Linked DNA regions of Sus scrofa: region 1 is linked to region 2. Evidence: chromatin contacts called from public HiChIP or PLAC-seq data. All regions are on one chromosome and are shown on one strand. Each heading gives the region's core, a stretch centred on a gene start, on an enhancer-like site or on the middle of the called end of the contact. The rest is flanking DNA. Distances are from core to core; before and after follow the strand shown.

The links. HiChIP or PLAC-seq counts read pairs in DNA pulled down with a chosen protein or histone mark.
Region 1: an H3K27ac HiChIP or PLAC-seq map of alveolar macrophages shows a contact between it and region 2. The contact joins the promoter of GOLGA5 here to the enhancer-like site in region 2. A contact is called at or near these places in 1 of 5 promoter capture datasets (liver), 6 of 47 Hi-C or Micro-C datasets (alveolar macrophages, liver, retroperitoneal adipose tissue and 2 more) and 2 of 2 datasets of contacts at active chromatin or transcription factors (alveolar macrophages and skeletal muscle).

What each region holds. Positions count from the first base shown.
Region 1 is chr7:114,233,518-114,239,052 of Sscrofa11.1, reverse strand. GOLGA5 (golgin subfamily A member 5) reads right to left here and starts at 1,994. Exons shown (of 13, transcript XM_013989218.2): 1 at 1,760-1,994.
Region 2 is chr7:114,191,987-114,197,917 of Sscrofa11.1, reverse strand. All of the region lies in intron 2 of LGMN (legumain), which reads left to right. Among named protein-coding and RNA genes, the nearest start is that of LGMN, 15 kb to the left of the region's middle. Within about 2 kb of position 2,472, at least 33 of the 83 cell types and tissues checked have an H3K27ac peak or open chromatin away from gene starts, as enhancers often do. A contact at or near this core is called in alveolar macrophages, liver, retroperitoneal adipose tissue and 1 more, where this site is marked.

The sequences.
Region 1 (5,535 bases), core at 745-3,244, 42 kb before region 2:
CACCACACACAGCTCACGGCAACGCTGGATCCTTATCTCACTGAGCAAGGCCAGGGATCGAACCCAAGTCCTCATCAATGTTAGTAAGGTTTGTTACCAATGAGCCACGACAGGAACTCCTCCAGCAACAGTTTTTTGAATGTGCACACTGTCCCTTCTGCCTGCAGAGCTCTTTCAAAATTAATTCTCATTTGTTCTTGGTAGTATTTAATGTCATCTGCAGAAAAAAACAGCTCTTTTTCATTCCATCCAAATTTGGTCCTATCATTCTCCAGTCGCACGCTATTCTTCTCCCTCATAGCCCTTTATGTTTTATCTGGGTTTTTTTCTTTTTTTTTCTGTTTCCCTTGGGGAAGAGGAGGAGCAGAGTCTGTGGGTAGAGGCCATGACTGTTTTGTCCAATGAATTCTCAGCACACAGTAGGCACCCACAAATACTGCCGAATGGAATTAATTTCTGTTAGATGCCCTGGAGACATTATCTTTAGCACACATAATTTTCACAACCACACTATGGCTAAGTAGCAATACTCCCCCACCCCCCCCTTTTTTTTTTCACAAATAGGGAAAAAAGGTTTAGAAACAGCCCAAAGTCTAGACAGCAGCTCAGATAGGGAAATCAGCCAAACCCACTCTTTTTTTTCCTTTTTGTCTTTTCAGGGCTGCACCCTCTGGCATATGGAAGTGTCCAGGCTAGGGGTGGAATGGGAGCTGTAGTTGCCAAACTACACCACAGATACAGCAACGCCAGATCCCAGCCTGCGTCCTACACCACCTCTCTCAGCAATGCCGGATCCTTGACCCACTGAGCGAGGCCAGGGATTGAACCTGCATCCTCATGGATCCTTGTCAGATTCGCTTCCCCTGAGCCACGATGTAAACTCCAAGCTCACTTTTTAACTCCTTCCTCCCCTATCTAGCCTCCCAGTATCTGAATAACCTAAAGAAGAAACTCACCCTCTAAACCTGTTCCTTGTAAAACGGGACGATTATATGCCCGTGTATTATTTCAAGGAGTTTAGGTGAAAGCAAATGAAAATGTAAGTGATATGTTTGATATATAAAACTCCCTACGATTTATTATTCCCAAATAAACGTTGGTGGTAATTAGGGGACAAATTATCTCTCCTAAGAAAGCAATCAAAACATACTTATTAATTCCTTATATCTTGCCTCCCACTTTAAAAGTTTTAAAGGGCCTTAAAACAAAAGCCTGTGCCTTTAGATTACCCAAATAAACACGAAGATGGACCCTGGGCACTTGCCCCAGGGGACGAACAAACAACTCCAACCGACTTCAGAGGTACAGAGCCCTCAAGAAATTCCCCCCAGTAAACAGTCCAGGCCCAAGTGGAGAGAAGGTGAGTGTGGGTGGGATGGGGATGGGTCGGACGGCCGCGGTGACAGGGGCTGTTACGAAAGCCAAGTATAAACATAGAGGAAGGGAGACTGCGGTCCGCCGGCTGGTCCCTAGAAGTCCGCTGTCAGTGGATACAGACCCCTACTTCGCCCCCCACCCAACTCGCTGAGCCTCTGGAGGGGGAAGAGCGGCCAAACGAGGCTGGGGGTGGGGAAGGGAAGAAAAAGGGGGGCACAAAGCCACGCCGATGGGGGCCCAAGGGGGCTCTCTGGTCCCCTTCCCAGCCCCAGCGGGGCGGAGAGACCAGAGTCTCCGCTGAAATGACGCCGCCCCCGCCCCTAATGCCGTTCGCGCCCCCTGCGGAACTATCCGGCCTACTAGGATCTTGCCGCCGCCTCACCTGAGGACTCTGAAGCGGCTGCTGCGCGGCCTCCTTTCCCTCCCGGGCCGCCCCCTCAACAGCCGGCCGGGAGCGGGCCCAGGCTGAGCAAACCCAGTCCCGCACCAGCCGCGGCTCAGCTACTCTTCCGGGAGACGTGGAAGAGCAGCGAGGACCCCAAAACAGAGTGGCTTCCGAGCTGCCTGAGCGGCCGGGAACCTAGAGCAGCCAGCTGAAGGCAACTCAGGCGGCAGCACCGGCGGCTTCGGGGTCCTCGCGCCTGGCCACGCCCCTTTTCCTCCCGTGGCGAGAAACGGGGTGGGCAGGGCTTGTGTGCGTGTGACGTAGCTCGCCTCCCGGGCGACGGCCTGCACGCGGCCGACACAACATTGCAAGCCACGCCCTTCGGGGGGCGGGCCCCGGTGCGGCCCACGTGAGTGGCGGAGGCGGTGCCCCTCCTGGAAGGAATTTGAGACTTGAGACCCGCCCGTGCTTACCTCTAAGGCACTTAGCTTAGGCCCTTCTGGTTTTTCATATGACGATGTTGAGGCCCACGGCAGGAGGTGGGAATACAGAAAATAAGATCCTTGATTTTATGCATTTTGCTTTCTAGTCGCAGGGGTATAGTAAGTAAACCAGTGGATGAACAGGAGGATTGCAGGGCCACCAGAGCTGTAAAGACGAGATAATGGGGGGTGGGGGAAGTACTTTAAATGATATTATGGTCAGGGAAGTTCTCTTTGAGGAGGTGACATCTGAGTTGAGACCCAAAAGTGAAAAAGGCCAGTAAAGGGCTTTCCGTACAGCAGTCTTGTAGTTGTGTATATGCACACAGTTCACTGAATATTTGAAATGAGTCTGAAATCCACGTTCAGTAATTCAAAAAAGGAGTTCCCCTTGTGGCTCAAGGGAAAAGAATCTGATTAGTAACCATGAGGTCGGGGGTTGGATCCCTGACCTTGCTGGGTGAGTTAAGGATCCAGCATTGCCGTGAACTGTGGTGTAGGTCACTGATGATGCTCAGAGCCTGTGTTGCTGTGGCATAGGCCTGCAGGTGTAGCTCTGATTCAACCCCTAGCCTGGGAACCTACATATGCCTCAAGTACAGCCCTTGATAAAGCCAAAAAATTAAAAAAAAATAAAAAATTAAAAATAAAATAATGCAATGAATACTCAGCACCTACTTTGTGTGCAAGGTTGGACTAATTTGGCCTAAATAACAAGCCTACAACATAGTCCCAAGGACCTCAGAAGTTAGCTTATCTAAGATCACGTGCCCTAATAAGGAATCCACATTATTCCCTTAGGCACAGTGTTTTACTGTCTCCAAATTAAATATTGGGTGTGTTAACAGCTCCTTCTTTTCCACCTCTCAAGACAGGTTTAGCCCAGTCCAGTGAACAGAAAAACTCAGCAGCACTAGAAATAATAATGATGATAATAAGAGCCTCTAATTGTTCCTATGCCCTTATTGAGTGCTGTATATTGTGTTAAGTGTTAGACATGTTAGACATGTTTCACGTCTTACACTAGCCATAAGCAAGTACTGTTATTATCCTGTGGTAGGTGGCATTGTTGTTCCCCTCAGAGATGTAAAAAATCAAGAAACAAGCCTACATTAGATAGAGTTGGGAGACCAGAAGGGGGAGCTCTCACACTTTGTGACCAAAGTAGAGCCCAACCAGAAGTATCTTTCTTGGTAACAACTCAGCCAATGAAAAGCTTCAGACACTTTGTTTACTAAAGCCCTCCCAACTTCCTTTCCCCCTCTATAAAAGTGGTCTCCTTCCTTTGCACAGGTGCACAATTGCAGGCGATTCACCATGGTTGCAAAACCACAAACTGCAGGAGTTCCCTGGTGGTTCAATGGGTTAAGGACCTGGCATTGTCACTGCTGTGGCTCAAGTCGCTGCTAAGGTGCCAGTTTGATCCCTGGCCTGGGAACTTCCACATGTGGCAGGTGTGGCCAAAAAAGAAAAAAATGCAAATTGCAATTCTCTGCTGATCCCAGATAAACCCATCTTTGGCAGAGAAATACATGGGAGTCTAGTTGTTTCAGGTCAGTAAAGACTGTACGTCATAGCTGTTGCCATGTGACTACAATGCATCCTGTAGGAAGAGTGTCTTTTCCAGCCTTTCAGATGTCAGGCTTGATCATGTGACTTGATTTGACCAATAGAAGGGATATGCCTTTCACCACATCTGAGCAGTCATGTTAAGAGCCACTGTGTATTTCTACCAGGGCTCTTGATTTTTTCCTCTCTCATGAGAATGGCCTGTCCCAGATGGAGCTGTTCTCTCAGCCTGGGTCCTGGAAGGAAAGAGATGGGAAACAGCCCATGCCTTCCTAACAAATTACATGAGCACAAAATAAACCTTTGTTTTTAAAGATGTGAAATCATTTCTTACACAGCCTTGTCTAATGAAATCTGACTAATACATACCCTGTTTAACAGATGGAGACATTGAGATTTAGAGAGGTTTAAGTTAGGAGTTCCCTTTGTGGTGCAGTAGAATCGAATCCGACTAGTATCCATGAGGATGCAGGTTCGATCCCTGGCCTTGCTCAGTGGTTAAGGATCTGGTGTTGCCATGACCTGTGGTATAGACTGCAGACAAGGCTGGGATCTTAGGTTGCTGTGGCTCTGGCATAGGCTGGCCGCCTGTAGCTTTGATTCAACCCCCAGCCTGGGAATCTCCATATGCCATGGATGCAGCTCTTAAAAAAAAGAGAGAGATTTAAGTTACTTTCCCAAGGCCAAACAGGAAGCAAGTGGTGCATCTGGGACTGCAGAAATTTTTTTTTTTTTTTTTTTTTTAGGGAAGTTCCCCAACCAGGGGTCGAATCAGAGCTACAGCTGTCAGCATATACCACAGCCGGAGTGACGCCAGATCTGAGCTGAGTCTTCAGCCTACACTACAGCTCACCACAACGGGAACTCCAGAAACAGTATTGTTCATCACTGAAAGGATGAGAGTGAAAGAAGTTGAAGCGAACCAAATCTCCCATCCCGGCTGCCTAACCCTCAATGCCAATCTCATCTCAAGTAGCTTCCCTGCTTGACTCTCAAGGATGCCAGGAACATGGAGGTAGAACATTCTGCTAAAATGCTGGAGGCATGCAGGCATAGAAAGACCTGGTGGAGTTCCCCAGGCCTGAGGTGGGGGGCGGGATCTTCATCACTCCTCAGGAAGATGCCATCTTGCAGTTGCGTGTGACATTGGTGGAGGGGCCAAGTGGCAGGGCCAGAGTAGCCCCCTCCCCTTAGGAGCCAGGAGGCTGAGAAGGTGAGAGTCTCAGGAAGAAGGGCTAGTGCCAGACTGCCTGGTCCTAGAGGGCAGAGGGAGGAGAGAAAGATGCCTTGTGATGGGGCCAGGAAGGGGCACTGCTGTGTCATTGATCTCACCCCCATGTAAATTGCTGTTACTCTCTACTTAGAGGTACAGCATCTGAAGGCAGATGTGGTACCTGGGTGAAGTGACTCCCCCAGAGGAGCAGCCAAATAAATGTGTGCTTGCTTCAACTTGAGTCCTTCCCGACTGGCCTTTTCTCTCCCAACGAGAGAATTGAGGCAGCCCGCAGAGACTCAATGCCTTGCTTAACCCGTGCAATGTGATTCCCAACAGGTCTCCTCCACTCCATCCAGACAGGTGTCCCCCCCATTCTGAAGACAAGCCTTGTGTCTTCCCCGGGTGCTGGCCTTCTTTCATACTCACCACTCTTCCCATTCACCTACGTTGGGCTCCAAGGCCCCTTCAAGGAGATAGAACTCAAAGCTTCTGGCCAAGACAAGAGT
Region 2 (5,931 bases), core at 1,223-3,722:
TGGCAGCTGTAGCTCTGATTAGACCCCTAGCCTGGGAACCTCTGTATGCCGTGGTTGCGGCCCTAAAAAAGACGAAAAAAAAAAAAAGGAATGAGGGCAGCAGAATGGAATGAAGGCTGAACTCTTCATCCCCACTGAGGGCGGATGTTGGCACCGAGGCAGTCTGTGCAGAGGAAATGTGGATGCTGAGTCATCGCTGGGTCAGCCCATGTCCCTGCCGGCCGGGGTGTCTTCTCAGCCAGCTGCCAACATTTGCTCTCTTGACGGAGGCTGAGCATTCAGAGAGCATTTGAAAGAACTTTCCCAGTGGAAGTAGAACCTACACATACTTTTAAACTTAACATTTTTATAGAAGTTTACATTATCCTTGGGTTAACATAGCACTCGTTATCACAAATTTCTTTAGGGAGGATTAATATACCAAGCACGGAGTTCTCGTTGTGGCTCAATGGGTTAAGAACCGGACTAGTATACACAAGGATGAGGCTTTGATCCCTGGCCTTGCTCCGTGGGTTAACCATGTGGCATTGCTTTTTGATCCCTGGCCTTGCTCCGTGGGTTAACCGTCTGGCATTGCCAAAAGCTGCAGTGTCGCTCACAGACGTGGCTGGGATCTGGCATTGCTGTGGCTGTGGTGTTGGCGGGCAGCTGCAGCTCTGATTTGACCCCTAGCCTGGGAACCTCCATATGCTGCAGGTGTGGTCCCCGTCCCCCTCAAAAATACACCAGGCTCAGTCAAATCATTGCAGAGTGCTTTTCTGCGCTTGAAGATGGTTATTTATACCGCGTTAGTTAAACCGAACGGATTTCTCTGTTTTCCATTTCGGGTTGGGATCCTGGGATCAGTGGGTGACAGAGCGGGAGCTGGTCTAGGGTGATGCTGGTGGGACAGGCTGGGAAAGGCCTTGAGGACAGGTTCCTGCAGTGGCGGGGCAGACCCAGACGGCAGCGCGTGGAGGGCAGAGAGAGGTCCCGCAGTGCAAGCTGCACTTGGGGACGGCTGTGTGGTCCAGCCTTCCAACAGGCTTGGAGGGATGCAGAATGAGCACCTCGGTCACCAGGGGAGGAGTGGACGGGAGGAGGGTTTCTTTCAAAGCCGAGATTTGAGCCCATGGAGAAGGAAACTCTTAGGCCCAGCTGGGGCAGAGAGGTGGTGGTGAAGTAGATTGAACGTCAAGGTCGCTGTTGCACAGGCCGTGGGGAGGACGTTCAGGATGCCGGGAGCTGGGAGGAGAGGCAGATGGGAGCCGGGTGTCACTAGGAGGAGGGCGTGAGGGGGAGGCTTGAGGTCCTTGCTGCCCGTGGGGCTCTGAAGGAGAAGGTGGTTTGGCGTTTTGGCAGAGTTACTACATTTCTGAAAGATCACCTTTAATTTTATGTATTTTAAAAGTGTGTGCAGTTACCATTTTTTGCAGGCAGTATTACTGAGGTATAATTTTGCATGTCGTACAATTCACCTGTCCTATAATTTGGTGATTATTTATTTATTTATTTATTTATTGGTCTTTTTAGGGCCACACTCGTGGCATATGGAGGTTCCCAAGCTAGGGGTCCAGTCGGAGCTGTAGCCGCCGGCCTACACCATAGCCACAGCCACAGCAATGTGGGATCGAAGCTGTGTCTGCGACCTACACCACGGCTCACGGCAATGCTGGATCCTTAACCTACTGATCGAGGCCAGGGATCAAACCTGTGTCCTCATGGATGCTAGTTGGGTTCACTAACGGCTGAGCCACCACGGGAACTCCAGTTTAGTGATTTTTAGTAAATTCATACAGTTGTACAGGGTTTACCACAGTCCAGTTTTAGGACACTTTGGTCATTCTACAAAGTTCGCCTGTGCCCATCCCAGCCCCATGCATCCAAGGACCTGCCCTGTCTCTGTTGTTTTGCCTTCTCTAGAAATTTCATATAAATGGAAACATACAATAAGCAGTCTTGGCTGTCTGGCTTTAGCATAAGGCTTTGGAGGTTAATCTATCCTGTTACAAAGTATCACTTTTATGTTAAAACAAAAAAGAAACGTGGATGGAGAGCCCAGCCCGGTGGGGCTGAGTTGAGGGAATGCGCTTTGACAAGGCAGAGGCTGGGCGGGGTGGTGGAAGTTGGGGCCCGTGGACTTGCACAGACCCCGGGGGTGTAATTACCAATCACGTAATTGCACTCTAAAGCTCTGATTCTCCTCTGGAAAATTCGAGATGGCTGTGGTCATGCAAGGGCTCCGTGAGGCAGTTCCGTGAAGCCTGGACCCCCAGCCCAGCCTCGGCAGCACTCCGGAGTGGCAGTGTGCATGCTGCTCTCTACAGACAGAACCCCGACCTGGCTTGAAAGGGGACCCCTTGGCAGTGACTGAGCATGTCAGGTATTTAGACTTTGCTCCGGGCCGATTGACCTTATTTAGCTTACAGTTGGCCTGAGGTGGAGACAGCAAATCAGAGTCAGGACAGCGGCTGGCACCAGGAAGTCACGGGGTGATGAGTAAAGTGGCAGAGCTCCTTACGCAAGCTGTGAAACAGCTGTCAGCAGTCTCTGCTCCGTAGTCCAGAGGCCTTGCCCTTTCTCTGAATCTTGCTCAGTGCCTGCTTCTCACGTGCTCCCACCTACGACATTTCAGTTTTTATGGGGGCAGCGCATATTGATCTGATACGGTCCTGGGAAGTCATTCAAGTGACCTTTATCATTTGACTTGGTTGACTGCTTTTCTCTCTCTCTCTCTCTTTTTTTTTTGTCTTTTTGCCTTTTCTAGGGCCGCACCTGTGGCATATGGAGGTTTCCAGGCCAGGGGTCTAACTGGAGCCACAGCTGCTGGCCTACGCCAGAGCCACAGCAATGTGGGATCCAAGCTGCATCTGCAACCCACACCCATGCTGGATCCTCAGTCTACTGAGCGAGGCCAGGGATTGAACCCACAACCCCATGGTTCCCAGTTGGATTCGTTAACCACTGAGCCATAACAGGAACTCCTCTTTTTTTTTTCTTTGACTGCGCTTGGGGCATGCAGAGGTTCCCGGCCAGGGATTGAACCTGAGCCACTGCAGTGGTAATGCTGGATCCTTAACCCACCGAGCTACCAAGGAACTCCTAGCCCTGCCTTTATTTCTTTTGGGTGCCAGTAAATGCTTGGCTCCAACCAAACCTCCTTTTTTTCCTGGTCTTTTTAGGGCCTCACCTGCAGCATATAGAAGTTCCCAAGCCAGGGGTTGAATTGGAGCTATAGCTGCTGGCCTATGCCACAGCCACAGCAACTCGGGATCTGAGCTGCATCTGTTTGTGACCTACACCACAAAACCCTTTTGAATTAAGAAAGTTGGAGGCACCCAAGTAACTCCAAGGACCCAAGAGAATCACGGCTCGACTTGAGACAGCTGCATGTGGCAGCAGGGGTCAGGCAGGGTCAGGGGCAAAAGACCTGGGGTGGATACCCTGAGCCGTCTGAGCTTGTCCCCATCTGTGAAATGGGCATAAAAGCACCTGCCTGTTAAGGTAGGGGTGAGGAGCCAAACAGTATAAGACAACACTAACGGGACAGGCTGAACCTGCCCTTTCTGAAATATAGAACCTTATTGAAGCATATTTTACAGATCATGTATAATTCACCCATTGCAAGCATCCCACTCAGTGATTTTTTTAGTCAACTTGCCAAGTCGTGCAAACGCTATGGGCAGTCGGTGTTAGAAAGTTTCCATCTCCCGGGCAAGATCCCTCGGGCCGTTTCCAGTCCCCACCCTCAGGCCCATGCAACCACTAATACGGATTCCATCTCTGTAAATTTGCCTTTTCTGAACATTTCATATAAATGGAGCTGTGCAGAGTGGTCTTTTGTGTCTGGCCTCTCTTAGCATCATGTTTTTGGGGTTTCTCTGTGTTGTAGGGCGTATCAGTACTTCATTCCTTTGGTTGCCAAACGGCATTCCCGTGTATGGATGGACCACATTTTGTCTCTTTCTGTGCTGATAGACATTTGTCTGATCAAATCTCCCTCCCCTCCTGCCAGAGGCAAGCCCTTGGGATTTTGGTCATTCTTTTGCTTTGTTCTAGATTTTTGCCATATATAATATATATGATATATATATATAATATATATCATATATACTATATAATATAATATATATCATATGTACTATATATACTATATAATATTATAACATATAATATAATATATTATAACATATATAATATTATAACATATATTATAATATATAATATATCATATATATAATATATTATAATATATAATATATAATATAATATAAATAATATATATATATTTAACTGTTTAAACAGCAATATTTACCCTGTTTTGACCTTATAAAGGTACTCATTGTGGATTTTTTTCTCTACGACTTATTCTTTTTCTCATTATGCTCTTGAGATTTATGTATTTTGAAGCATGGGTTGTACTTTCATTCATTTTTAGATAATTCCATTTGTGTGAGTTTTTTTTTTTTTTTTTTTTTTTTTTTTGGCTACCCCCATGGCATGCTGAAGTTCCTAGGTCAGGGATTAAACCTGTGCCACAGCAGTCACCTAAGCCAAAGTAGTGGCTGTGCTGGATCCTTAATCCGCTGAGCCACCAGGGAAACTCCCTGTGTGAGCTTTCTGATATTTTGTTACATAAATGTAGACAGTTGATTTTTCCAGCTGTTGATGGTGCTTTGGGTCATTTCTTGATTTTGCTGTCACAGCGAGGCAGTAAACATTCCCTTGACATATGGGCCTGGGTTTCTCGAGGGTATAGCTTGGAACAGAATTGCCAGGGTGGAGGGCGACTGGATGACATCAAGACGTTTCCGAGAGCCCAGTGTGCTTTCACCATCACTGTTTCAGTTCCCTACTGTTGCTGTGACAAATTGCCACAAATTTAGTGGCTTAACACAGATTCATCCTGTCACAGCTCTAGAGGAGAGGCGTCTGGAATGGGTCTCACTGGGTCAAATCAAGGTGTTAAAAGAGCTACGTTTCTTCCTGGTGACCCTTGGGGAGGTCCGTTTCCTTACCTTTTCCCACCTCGAAAGGCTGCCTACATTCCTTGGATAGTGGGCCCTTCCTCCGTCTTCAGAGCCAGCCGTGGTGGCCCAGTCTTTCTTACATTATGCCTCTGACCTGCCTGCCTCCGTCGCCCTCATGTAAGGACCCCTGATTACATTGGGCTTATTGCAATAATCCAGGGTCATCTCTTTATTTTAGGGTCAGTTGACTAACAGTCTTAAATCCTTCTGCTCTCTCAATTCCCCTTTGCCAGTAATGCAGTATATTCATGGGCTCTGTGGGTTGGGATTTGGACATGTTCAAGGGGTAAGTAACCTAACCCTACCACGACTGGTATTTAGAGACCCTGTTATCTTACAGCAATAGGGGCATAAGCATTTTAACGGGGTGTGTGTGTGATATTTAGTAACTATTTTTAAATCATCTAGATTTAGATTTTTGGAGTTCCCATCGTGGCTCAGTGGTTAACGAATCCAACTAGGAACCATGAGGTTTCCAGTTCGACCCCTGGCCTCCCTCAGGGGGTTAAGGATCCAGCATTGCCGTGAGCTGTGGTGTAGGTTGCAGACACAGCTCGGATCTGGCGTTTCTGTGGCTCTGGTGTAGGCCGGTGACTACAGCTCCGATTCGAACCCTAGCCTGGGAACCTCCGTATGCCGCAGGAACAGCCCTAGAAAAGGCAAAAAGACCAAAAAAAAAAAAAAAAAAAAAAATTTAGATTTTCAGCCTCTCTCTCTCGCTAGGCCTCTACAATTTTAATGGCTTTCTTTTTTTCTCTCTCTTTTTTTGGCCACCCCTCGGCATATGAAGCTCCTAGGCCAGGGATCAGATCCAAGCCGTAGTTGTGACCTAAGCCGTAACTGCACCAACACTGGATCCAGGCCAGGGATTGAACCTGAGTCCCAGGGCTCCCAAGACACTGCCCATCCCTCTGCCCCACAA